2 separate regions of the Gossypium hirsutum genome follow, and region 2 is linked to region 1. The links are chromatin contacts, called in public Hi-C maps. All regions are on one chromosome and are shown on one strand. The core of a region is the stretch at or near the end of the contact, and the rest is flanking DNA. Distances in the headings are between cores, read along the strand shown.

Region 1 (5,995 bases), core at 999-3,498:
TAAACAGTAGTGACATTAGTCTGCTATTTAATGCAGTAGACATTTGTTGTAAACAGAAGCAGTTGCAGTAACTATTAACAACTCTAACCACCTCAACACACTTTAACTAATTCTTTGTTATACATTCCAATTCCGTAACATGAAGGATCAGATTCAACCCATTGCTCCATCCAACGTTCGTCCCAACTCCATCCCAACTATTCTTCTCCAACTCTTAATATTTGCAACATAAACATAAACTTGTTATTTGTTTCGCTACTTCAACTAGGCTTTCATCTCCTTGCGATAAAATCAAATAACTTCCACAAAAAAAATTGTGCCAACTTTAGAACATTTTGATTCTTTTTTAGCAAGGGTGTGAAAATTTAATTAACCGAATTAAAATAAGGTAATTAATTGAATTAATTGATTAATAATATATTATATATCTATGAAATTAAGCCTAGTATATATTATAAAAACTAATAGACTTAAAAATATTCATATAATGAAAAAAAATTGAGAAAAATAAAAACAAAATAAAATAATTTAACTAAAGTAAAAAAAAAAACCAATGTATGTATGGTAGATAGACTTTAACAAAATAAAATTTTAATAAAAATTACTCTTAATTTTCTATGAATTAAAAGATAAAGAAAAATAATATTGTCATAATGTTTGTATCATGTTTTTACTTTCTTTTTTTTTTTTGAATATTCAATAAATTTAAAAGTGCATTAAATTAACAATTAAAGATTTTAAAATATTAATAGATTCTATTAGTAATAGTTTGATTTGAACAGAGGAAGAGAAAAGGCAGTAGCGGTGGAGAATAATGAACATTTTCCCTAAAAACGCTATTTGCACTGCAAAGGAGCTGTTGCCTACTAATTTCTCCAAAAGTCAACTACAACACATCCTGCTCCTTGATTCGGTCATCCACTACATAGATCAATATTCCTACAGCTTTCATATATAAGACATAACATTGTTCGGATTATTACTAGTGATTTTGTTGGGGTTTAAATAAAGAAAGCGTAATTGAATTACGCAACTCAAGAAAACAGTCAATGTTTTACTAAAATTAATTTTTAATAGTTGATTAAGTTTTAATTCGATAAGAATGGACACTGTAAATTTGAGTGTATTGAAACGTATCCTATTTATAAGTAATTCTAGACATTGTGTTTAAAAATTAATTTGATCATAAATTTTACTGTTTTTGATTATATCAAATAGTTGTAGGATTTGACTCTATTTTATTGGGAAAATAGTGTAAAAGGTTTTGGATGAATATTTGTAGTATATGATTAGGCAAATGGGATTGGCTTAAGAACATCATCAATTGCTGTAGATACGGAGCGCGGCAAGAATCATGCAAAAAGGAACAACAGTTCCCCACGGTTCCTTTAAAATGTTTGGTGGACCAAATCATAGATTTCAAAGTTGGAAATGCATGCCCCACGCCACGCCACGCCACGCCTGCCTCCTCATCTTTTCTATTTATTAAGAGAGTTTGCGGAAAATAAAAAGCAAAATAGTAATACACCACTTTCACAAATTCCTTCAGACACCGACAAATCCATCCAATATGCGGAGATTCGTAATTTAAGTCCCCACGCGTTTCCTTGCAACTTGTCTATTTCTTTTGCTTATTTCTTTAATTATTTTTGGAACTCCAATTTAGGTATAACATAATATCAAAATTAAATCTTCAAAATTGAGATATTTACAATTTAATTATTATTTTGGTTATTGTGTAAATATATTTTATTTTTTGAATAATAATACTAATTAAATAAAAATAGGGTAAATTAAATTATTAGTCACTTAATTATAGGTAAATTTTTGTTTTGGTAATTTAACTTAAAAAAATTACTAGTCACTGGACTATTAAAATCAATGTTATATAATTTTTTCTGTTCACATTACATACACCAATCAAAAGTTGTCTTTCCTTTTCTCTGCTATAAATTTTTTTCATGAAATAATTTTAGATGTTACAAATTTATGAATCAAAATTAAAATAATTTTTTTCTTCAAATCTTCGACACTGACCATTAAATTATTTTGAATCTAAAATATGTTATTCTACTTATTAATGAGTAGTAATTCACGACACCAATCATAGAATGGTTGCTTTAAGCTTTACGATGAAAGTACATTTTTTAAAAGAGAATTTAATAATTCAATGATTTAATTAAAAAATTATAATATTTAAATAACCAAAATAAGTATAATTTAATAACTTAGGATGAAGTTTGACCTAAAGCCAATATTCGATTTTCCGAATCTCTCTGGTATTATTATTTTGTGTCGGCCTTGGATTCTCCGTTTTATAAGAAGCAAAGGAAGGGCAGCCCACTCACACTACACCCAAACAATCCCTTATGCCTCATACCTCATACCTCGCTCGCCTCCCCGCCCTTCTTCTTCAAAGCAAAGAAAATTCCCACTCTTTTCTTTGCTTTTTCTCTCACTATTCATACCCTTTTGACTTTTTTGGTTGATTTAGTTTTTAACTTGCCAAAATTTTTAATATATTCTTCTTTATTGTTTGCTACCGATTAACCCCGCCCAAATAATGGCTGTTGCTTGGTCTGAAAAAGCTTCTTCCATGGAGGCTTTGTCTTTGTCTCCTCCTATGTCTCCGCCGGTTATCCTAACCCAAGACGAATTAAAAAAAATCGCCGCTTACAAAGCCGTTGAGTTCGTGGAATCAGGCATGGTTCTGGGTCTGGGCACAGGTTCCACGGCCAAACACGCCGTCGACCGGATCGGCGAGTTGCTTCGTCAAGGCAAGCTCACCAACATCATAGGAATCCCCACCTCCAAAAAAACACAAGAACAAGCTATTTCTTTAGGTATCCCACTTTCGGATCTCGACAGCCACCCCACCATTGATATGGCAATCGACGGTGCTGATGAAGTGGACCCGCATCTTAATCTGGTGAAAGGCAGAGGTGGGTCTCTGTTAAGAGAGAAAATGGTGGAAGGAGCTTGCAAGAAATTTGTATGTATCGTTGATGAATCCAAGTTGGTCAAGTATTTGGGAGGCAGCGGTTTGGCTATGCCCGTCGAAGTTGTTCCTTTTTGTTGGAAATTCACTGCCAAAAAACTCCAAAACTTGTTTCGAGATTCTGGTTGCGTTGCCAAGCTGAGGAATGATTGTAAAGGGGAGCCTTTCGTAACGGATAATGGGAATTACATTGTGGATTTGTATTTGAAGAAAGATATTGGGGATTTGCAGGTGGCAAGCGATGCTATTTTGAGGATTGCTGGTGTGGTTGAGCATGGCATGTTTCTTGCTATGGCCACTACTGTTATAGTTGCAGGGGAGCTTGGAATCACCATCAAGAATAAGTAGTACAAACTCAAACTAACTTTATTTTAATAATTAGGGAATTGCTATTGCAGCTGGGAATGGATTCTTCCTTTTTTGGCATTTATTGATTGATGACAAGAGTTGTCTTGTCTTCTCAAGTTTTGTTATTTTCGTTTTGGACACAAATTTAAGGGAAGAGAAGATTTAGGGATGTTAGGATTGTGAAAGCAATAGCTGAACTATGAGAATGATGAATGTCAACTGTTCTATGATCATTTTAATCACAAAATCGGTTTATTATTGCATTTGATTTGGAATTTTTGACCCATAGTCAAATTGACATTGAAGCAAAGAGGTCTTTCATCATCTTCTTCAATATGGCATTCAATTACTCTTCTTTTTTAAAAAAAAAAATTCTGTGATGAATCATCAAATTGCAAATCCCATGGAAGTTCAGTATTGGGTTTTTGAATTCAGAGGCTCGATCAAGCTAATTGAATTCATTTGATAGCTTGACTTTATTTCGAGCTAAACTAAATAAACTGTGAACATAGTTGTGTTGGGCAAACTTTTTAAAGTTTTCACAAACTTCATTGGCAAATACTACTGTCCCAAAACATACAAACTAAACAAAAAAATCAAGTCAGACAAACGTCTTACATTTTCAATGGAACGGGGACAAGCAGCACTGACTCTGGATAACAGTTTCCTACTAACATATTAACCAACAAGATTTTCATGGTAGCCGATCAAGCTACATAGCTGGCAGCAATTTAAAGTAAACCACTACATAAAGAGACAATGAAAACAGCGCAAACAAATGCTGCCAGAAGAGAAGTGCCGAAGCTTCTCTAACTGCATAACTCCTCAAACTGGCGATGGCTCCCAATAAAATGGCACTTGGTGTAGTGTATTGCAACAAGAGCACGAATCTGTACATTGCATCATCAGCTACAAGAAGATCCAACTTGCTAGCAAGTGTCACAATCCCTATTCCTAGCAAAGGAAGCACCAACAGCCTTGCCACAATTATGCCGATGGTGGTTCTGAGTCCAAGCTTAGAATCATTTGGACCCTCAGCTAGCATACCCCCGAGAATGAGCATCACAGAAGGAACCATTGCACCTGCTACAATCTGCAAGCTGTCTGTTATGAAAGACAGGGGAGCATCATATCCAAAGACATAGGATTTTAATTGAGGCACGGTGCCAACAATGATTGCTAGCAAAGATGCAATTGTAGGGGGCTGAAGTATATGCTGTATCGGAGTTTGTTCAGCAACAATTCGAATCTTCCTGACTACTCTAGGTTCAGCCAAGCACCGAATGGACATGGGACTGCTCCCGCTAGTGTCACCATTGATATCAATGTCAGGAAAAGTGGATGTTGAACGACTAGAGATGCTGTTGAAAATCCTGGCAATGAATGGTGTCTTAGAATGTTCGGTCTCTTTTTCTTCAATGCCTGGCCATTCAGCTTCTATAAGAAGAGGCCTGCTGATATCATTTACCGGCCTTTGTTCCTCAATTTCAGTCCCTTCTTCAAGAACTTCATAGAACTGCAACGGCGGTTCCATCATGTGATAAACCAGGGTATAGACAAGAATAACAGCAACCCATTGGGCGAAAGAGACATAGGCCACACCCCTCGAGTGGCAATGAGGCCCAAACGGGGAATTTGAAGTGTGACACACAGATCCAACAATAGCAAGACATAGATTTCCCGTATTGCCAAAGGCAGTCATAACGATGGTAAATCGCTGGTACTCAGGTGGTGGACGACATATAATGACCACCAACAACCCCAGCAAGCAACCAACAAAAGTACTGATTAACACATTGACCGGAATGAACCACCACCGAGCAATGCTATCAATGGTAATACTTTCACCGAGTTCAGTAAAAATTAGGCAGGGCAAGAATAGGGCGAAAACAAGCTTGCTTAGGAGCTTAAATGTGGCTCTTGGAATGATTTGAGTTTTGGGATGTGCAAGAAATAATCCTATGACTGTAAGAGACAAAAGTTTCATCAAAGGCAATATGGCACTTAACAGATCTTCACTATTAGATTTCATATCATTTTTATAAAATTCAGCTAAATATCGATTCATCTTTGGTCTTCCTTCCAAGTTCTCGAATATCAAATAACAATTTTAAAAGTTCTTCCTGCAATATAAAAAGAAGAAAAATAATTACACAATCGAACAGGTGAAATCCAAGATAATCTCTAAAACCCAATTGAATTGTAATCCGTATAAAGTGGGTTCAACATGATAACACGAAATATCTCAAAATTATCAATAGCCAAAAACTCAAAGAAATACCCAACACCAAGAAACGGATTAATTACATGATCCCTAATCCAGCTAAACCAATGGGAAAACGCAGAGAAGAGTATCCAAGACTTCCATAGATATAGTAATAATAAATCCAATAAATCAGAAAGTACTTCACCGCAAAAATTAAAAAAAAAATCTAGAAAAGAAGAAAGAGGTTAAAGATAGAACTTACGGATCAGAACTGCCAGGAGAACTACTAAAGTATTGCAGAGAAGTACAGAGAAGATAAAATTCAAAGATTCACGGGAAACCTGTCAACTCACAAGTAGAGATATGTACGAGATTGAATTACAATAATTTTATTTTAAATCTACTTTTTCTACTTAATACCTAAATTTTAATTTAATTTATGA
Region 2 (5,995 bases), core at 1,598-4,097, 560 kb before region 1:
TTAGTATAAGCTTTAGAGGTAATGGTCCTATTTCGGCATGATATATGAAATATGTACGGCTCGGAGCGATATCGTATCACCTACGACTCAATAATACCTTGAACATCAACCAAAAAATTTTAACGACATAAATTTTTAACATTGAGAAATGTTTTGTATAATAATGATGGGTAGGCTGTGGGAGAAGATTTTTAAGGGATGATGAAGTATGGAGTGGAAGGCCCCTTCTGATGATGATGTTGAGGCAATTTTCGTTACCTCCTCTTACGAAGTTGCCTACTGCTTGCCTCCACCAATAGTAGATAAGGCTTGCCGACGAGCCTGAACCACGACAAGTACTCCAAATAGATTGTCGTGTTTGCTGAGAAAAATGGTTCACGGATAGGTAAGAAATCAATCATACGATCCTAAGCCTCAGTATACTTATTATGCAGCTCTCGCCAATCCTCGTCACTCTTCCCACACATGTCCACCTTGTGAGCTCCTTTAAGTCTTGCGGCAATTGCGAAAGTTTTTGCCTCTACCCAAACTGTCGCATCACCTGGTTCGGTTCTTGCATTTTCATTGTCACAAACGCTATCAATTGCACCTTCGCATACCACATCCCTCGATTGTCCAACACTCCTTCGGGATGCAAGATATGGTGTCGGTGTCAATGTCAGTGTATGGCATCCATTCAAACTGAAATGAGCAATTGTAAATTTCATTATATATGAATTTTTATTTTACAAATCATTGCATGATTAATATAGGTTCGAAAGAATAAGTAATAAACTTCGGCTTCTGAGTGTTGATTTAACAGTAGTCTAATGTCTTTCAACTCTTGGGGTAGTCCCACATAACTCGACTCATGGGTCCACCTGTAAAAGCAATGTTAGTTCAAAATATGATAAATAAAAACATTTACCGTACAAACTACGTATTTATTAATAAATGATTTTTACCTTGTCACTAACAGAAACATGTGCGGGTCGTTCACTCGGGGACATAAAAATGGTAGCCACTACCAAGCTTACAATTGCAGCAGGAGCAAGCAACCACCGATGGACATCTTATTTTGTTCTGTGGCGTAACATAGATATCGATATAATATAACCAACACGATTGATCCTTAACTCAGTTTTTCTCATTCTTTGAAGTCTACTAGGTGTAGTTGCCACTTTATGTGTACCAAATTTCAAGATTATCGGGCATTAAAATGCCCCCAATTAACTAAAGGATGAATGCTTGGGTGTATTGTTCTTTGACAACCTCGGTCGCATCTACGAGAGACTTATCAAAATTTTTTGCCAACCAATTCATTGATATCCAACCACTATCAAACTTGTTCGGGACCTTTCCTAATAATGCTATGCAGAGATCATCTTTACCTGGAATGATTAGTGCTCCAGTGACGATCGACCCATCCACGACAGACTAAGTTGTAACGCCAAATCCTCCAATGTGATTGTACACTCGCTGCATGGAAAATGGAAAGCATGTGTCTCTGGCTTCCATCTTTCCACCAATGCGCTGATGAGTCTAGGATCAAGTTTGATGTCTCCGAGCATACGAGACACATGCAAAAATCCCGCCTCTTGTAAGCAACCACGAATGGCGGGGATTGGAGGCTTTGCCAAATTATGTACGAACGCCTCCAAAACACGATTGTCTGCCTATTTATAAAAACAAAAAATATTTTAGTTTATAGAAAAATGTTTTAAATTTAACTTAATCAAAAATAAAAAAAATTAAAATTTTGTCTTACCATTATTGCTTGAGCGGTGAAAATGTGCTTGTCATCCAAACGAATTAGAGAGGTTGTCATTCGTGAAAACTTAATTTGAACAAATCAAATTCAAAATAATTAAAAATATATATTTTAAAACAAGAATATCGGAAATTTTTGAACAAAAACTTAAGAAAATTGAGAGAGTTAGGAGATTAGAAAGAATTGAGAGGATAGGATGTGAGTGAAAAAAATTATTTTGAAGGTATTTTCATGTAATTTTTTTTTGACTATTACCCTTTTAAAATTTTTTACTATTGCAATGGCAACGATTATATGAACGTTGAAGGAAAGTATGCCCAACTGGATGCGCTTTTCATTTCTCTTTCAAAAAATGACCTATGTCCCTAAATTTAAAAAAAATAGCTTAAAAGCCTAATTAAAAAAAATTGCATGTTTGTCTAAGTTGGCCTAAATATTGAAGGTTAATTTTTTTTAGAATAAATATTAAATTGATCTAATATATAAATTTTGTGGGGTAAAGTTACTATTATACCAATTTTAAAAGTTACTATGTGATATTTTTGTGAGCCATTTAAGTGTTGGTAAGAAAAAAAATCAAATAATTAATAACTATTTTGTAACTTTTCATAATTGAATGGAAAAAAAATATTTCTAATTACGTGAGTATAATTAGATGAGAGAAAAGTAATTAAATTATTATAAATAAAATTAAAAAAACTTATATCATGAATGATTAAGCACCAACATTTATTTGTACTAAAAAAGACCAACATTTATAAATATAATTATAACTTATAAAAACTTAAATTACAAGTCTAGAATTTTTATTAAATAACAAGTACTTTTATTTAATTGGTATAAATATATAATGATTATAAAATTCTTAGTTATGATTGCAAGCAGGAGTGAGGTAAAGTTGGATAGATGTGGTTTTTAGTTGAATTCAAAATAAGTTTATTAATTATAAAATCTTAAATACTATTGTAATCCATTTTAAATTTCCTATTATGAATTTTATTTCTAATTTAACTTTTTTGTTTTCTGAATTAAAAATACAACCTAAAGTGGAAAAGAAGGTAGAGTAAAAAAGAAAAGAAACGAAAAAAAAAGGGGGATGATTACAATGACAAAAAAGCGTGCGGGTGAGAATAATTGCAAGCAATTATGGGTTAATGGGCCAAAGCGGGTATTAGATGACTCGCTTAACTCACAACAGAATGAAAGCTAGTTTGATAATAAAGTAGCATTTTCAATGGCATCAAAAAGGCATTGAGAGAAGAATTGAAAGGACAAAAGAAAATTTCATTTTTAGTTGTGGTTGTGAAGGGGTTATTGGTGGGCATGGAAGGGCTGGCCATGCTCGGGCAGCTAATCGGTCAGATTCAAGATCTTTTGCAGCTTCACGGCTCTCCTCCTCCGCCTCCTCCTCCGTCTCATTTTCGCCTTCTTCAACCGCATCTTCACCCCGACGACCACCACCGCAGGTCTTTCTTCAGAATTAGATAGATCTCTTCAATTCCTTCTTTCTCTCTTACCTCGCATTCTCGCTTTCCTTTCAAATGTTTTTCCCCCTTCTCTGCTTCCATCATTTTTTGCTTCTGTTTTATTTTGATAAAAACAATGTGATTTAGTCGTAGGTTATCTTTTATTCCTATAATTTTTCCAATGTTATTTTCTTTCTTGCATTACTTGTTGAGATTTTTTAGTACTTGGTTCTTATGCCACTGCTTTTTTTTTCTGTCAAATTTTCTTTTTTTTTTCAAGGGCTTCGGCATGTTAATGCCATTAGAATTTTTCTGGGTATTCGTTTCTACATATTTTTTACTCTTTTTTTTTTTTTTTGCAAAAAGAATGAATTTTAGTGTATACCATTTTTCAGTTTTTTCCTTGTATTCCAATCATGTAGATTCTTTTTTTTTCTTCTACTTTTTGCTTTGCTTTTTCTTTTCCCCTTTTGCAGTTTTCAGGTTTTTTTTGTTCCCTCTTCTTTGTTAGGGGCTGATTACATTATGTCATGGTTAACTTTGAACTTGTTGACCGCTGTGTTTTTTGGTAAAATGATACTTGAATGTTTCTTCTTGGTTGTGTTAACATGTGATTATAGTTTCACTGTGTATATGGAATCTCAAACCTCGCTTAAACCAATGATTCTTGCTTATTATATGCCATAGACTAATCAGCTCTTTTTAAATTTTCTTTTTCCTTACTACATATGAAGAAAAAAGAGAAAGCTAATCTACTCGTAATACAACTAATCCGGAGCCAGGGGGTTTTAAGTAACACATAGTTGTTGGTCTTTATTTGTTTCGAGGTCTCCTTTAAAACTTCGGGTTTAACTAATGAATGTTGAGTGGGCTGCTACTTTGGTTCGTTCATAATGCTCGGTTTGTCCATATGTCACAGTAGTCGTCTCTCTCTCTGAATATTCCTTCAATACCCATGCCTTATGCAAAGCCATTCTTCGCAATGTAACCAAGCACATAGTGGAAAATTTCTTTTAACAGTGAATGTAGGCGTCTATTTTCCATGTAGTTCAGTTATTATTGATGGAGGCGGTTTGTGAAGTTAGACGATTCCAAGGTTCATATATCATCTTTTATAAGTTAATCCTGAAGCACCGATGTATATGGGCATCTTGTGTCAATTCTAAAGTTCATTTTGAGGTTCTTTTCTAATGAAAAAGGTTTGGTGGTCAAGATGTATCTTGCCAAGGTGCATTTTGAGTTTCATTTCTAATGAACATGTTAGGTAAAACCATAAGGAAAATTGTAATATACATTTTTTATGAAGATGTTGAGATGAATTTATCTTGTTTGGAGACATGATTTATGTCATGTCCAGAGCATGCACAGCTTTGGCATGGTAGTTTTGCTTGGGCTTAGCCTTATTTTGATCGATAAATGGCCATAAAGATGTCAACCAGCAAAAGCCTGCAGATAAGGCCTTGACTTGAATAAGGTTTGATGATTGAAGTTCAAAGGTGATGTGAATGTTGAAGTCCGAATGGATTGCTAGTTACTTGCACAATCGCCTACTAAATTTGGTTATAATCTCTAGCTTTTGTCTCTTGCAATGAGGCACTCTCCTTTCCTTCCCTCTCTAGCTGGCTTGACCCTCGACTCCACCACTGGAGAGGAGTCTTCTGTCCCTTGTGCTATACAGGTTAACTGTGGAACATGTTGCTTCACAGACACAAGGCTTCTTTACTACCTTTTATATTAGGATGTTCTGAGAAGTTTCTATCAGTTTGTATTCATTTTTCACCCCAAGTTCTCTAGGATTCTTTGGTTCTCTTATCAATGTACCCATTGTGGGGTGCATGGGTATTTTTTGATGTGTAAACTTATATAAGAGGGAAGATTGGTAATTGAGTACATTGCTGCATCTATTGATTTTGATCAATAAGATGGTGAGGAAAGTTGTTGAATTCTCTCTTCGGGCCTGCACAAATTGAACAGATCTTATAACTCGAAATATTTACCATATTACTTGTGATGGGATGAATGGTGGAATTCCTATTGCTTTAAACATGTTTGAGCTTAATGATCTTAAATTTATTGTAGCTGGTAATTATTTAGCATATTTCAAATAGACAGTAGGAACGGGATTACTTATGTTAGCTTCCGTGCAGGTGGTGTTTGCACAATGTAGATTATACTTCTACAGACGATTACTACAGTCTTGTAATGGCTGCTGGGAAATCTGGAAGTTGTAAGATGTTGGAACCTTTTGAGCCTCCAGGTCCTCCACCAAGCAAGAAATCACGAAAGGGACGGACCCAAGAGAAATTACATGGAAGTACTGCTATACCTGAGGCTGAGGTTATGGAACAAGATATTTGGAAAGAATTCCCTGAAGACCTTCTTGAAGCCATCATTGCAAGACTTCCCATAGCCTCATTCTTCCGCTTTCGCTCTGTTTGCCGTAAATGGAATTCCTTGTTGGAGTTGCAAAGTTTCTCTCAGCGTTGTGCTGAAATCCCACAAGGCAATACCTGGTTCTATGCTTTTACTCATGACAATGTGAACTCCGGAACCATGTATTATGACCCTTCCATGAGGAAATGGCACCATCCTGCATATAGGCCAACAAAAATGATTGCTTTGCCAGTTGCATCTGCAGGTGGTCTAGTTTGCTTTCTTGATATTGGTCATAGGAAAATCTATGTCTGCAACCCTTTGACTCGGTCATTTAAAGAGTTGCCAACTGGGTCAGTTAAAGTGTGGTCGCGAATTACTGTAGGAATGACTCTGAATGGAAACT

What was found. A called contact is a pair of places that touch in the nucleus more often than the background predicts.
Region 2: a contact with region 1 is called in a Hi-C map of leaf, with 1.8 times the contacts expected there. The contact joins the promoter of LOC107886430 here to the promoter of LOC107886437 in region 1. A contact is called at or near these places in 3 of 34 Hi-C or Micro-C datasets (all in leaf).

What each region holds. Positions count from the first base shown.
Region 1 is chrA03:90,529,797-90,535,791 of Gossypium_hirsutum_v2.1, reverse strand. It overlaps LOC107886437 (probable ribose-5-phosphate isomerase 2), which reads left to right and starts at 2,248. Exons shown (of 1, transcript XM_016810396.2): 1 at 2,248-3,609. The coding sequence starts at 2,564. The coding sequence ends at 3,346. LOC107886436 (protein PIN-LIKES 2) reads right to left here. Exons shown (of 2, transcript XM_016810394.2): 1 at 5,815-5,995; 2 at 3,874-5,469. The coding sequence starts at 5,414. The coding sequence ends at 4,059.
Region 2 is chrA03:91,086,268-91,092,262 of Gossypium_hirsutum_v2.1, reverse strand. It overlaps LOC107886430 (F-box only protein 6), which reads left to right and starts at 2,847. Exons shown (of 2, transcript XM_016810387.2): 1 at 2,847-3,216; 2 at 5,364-5,995. The coding sequence starts at 3,074.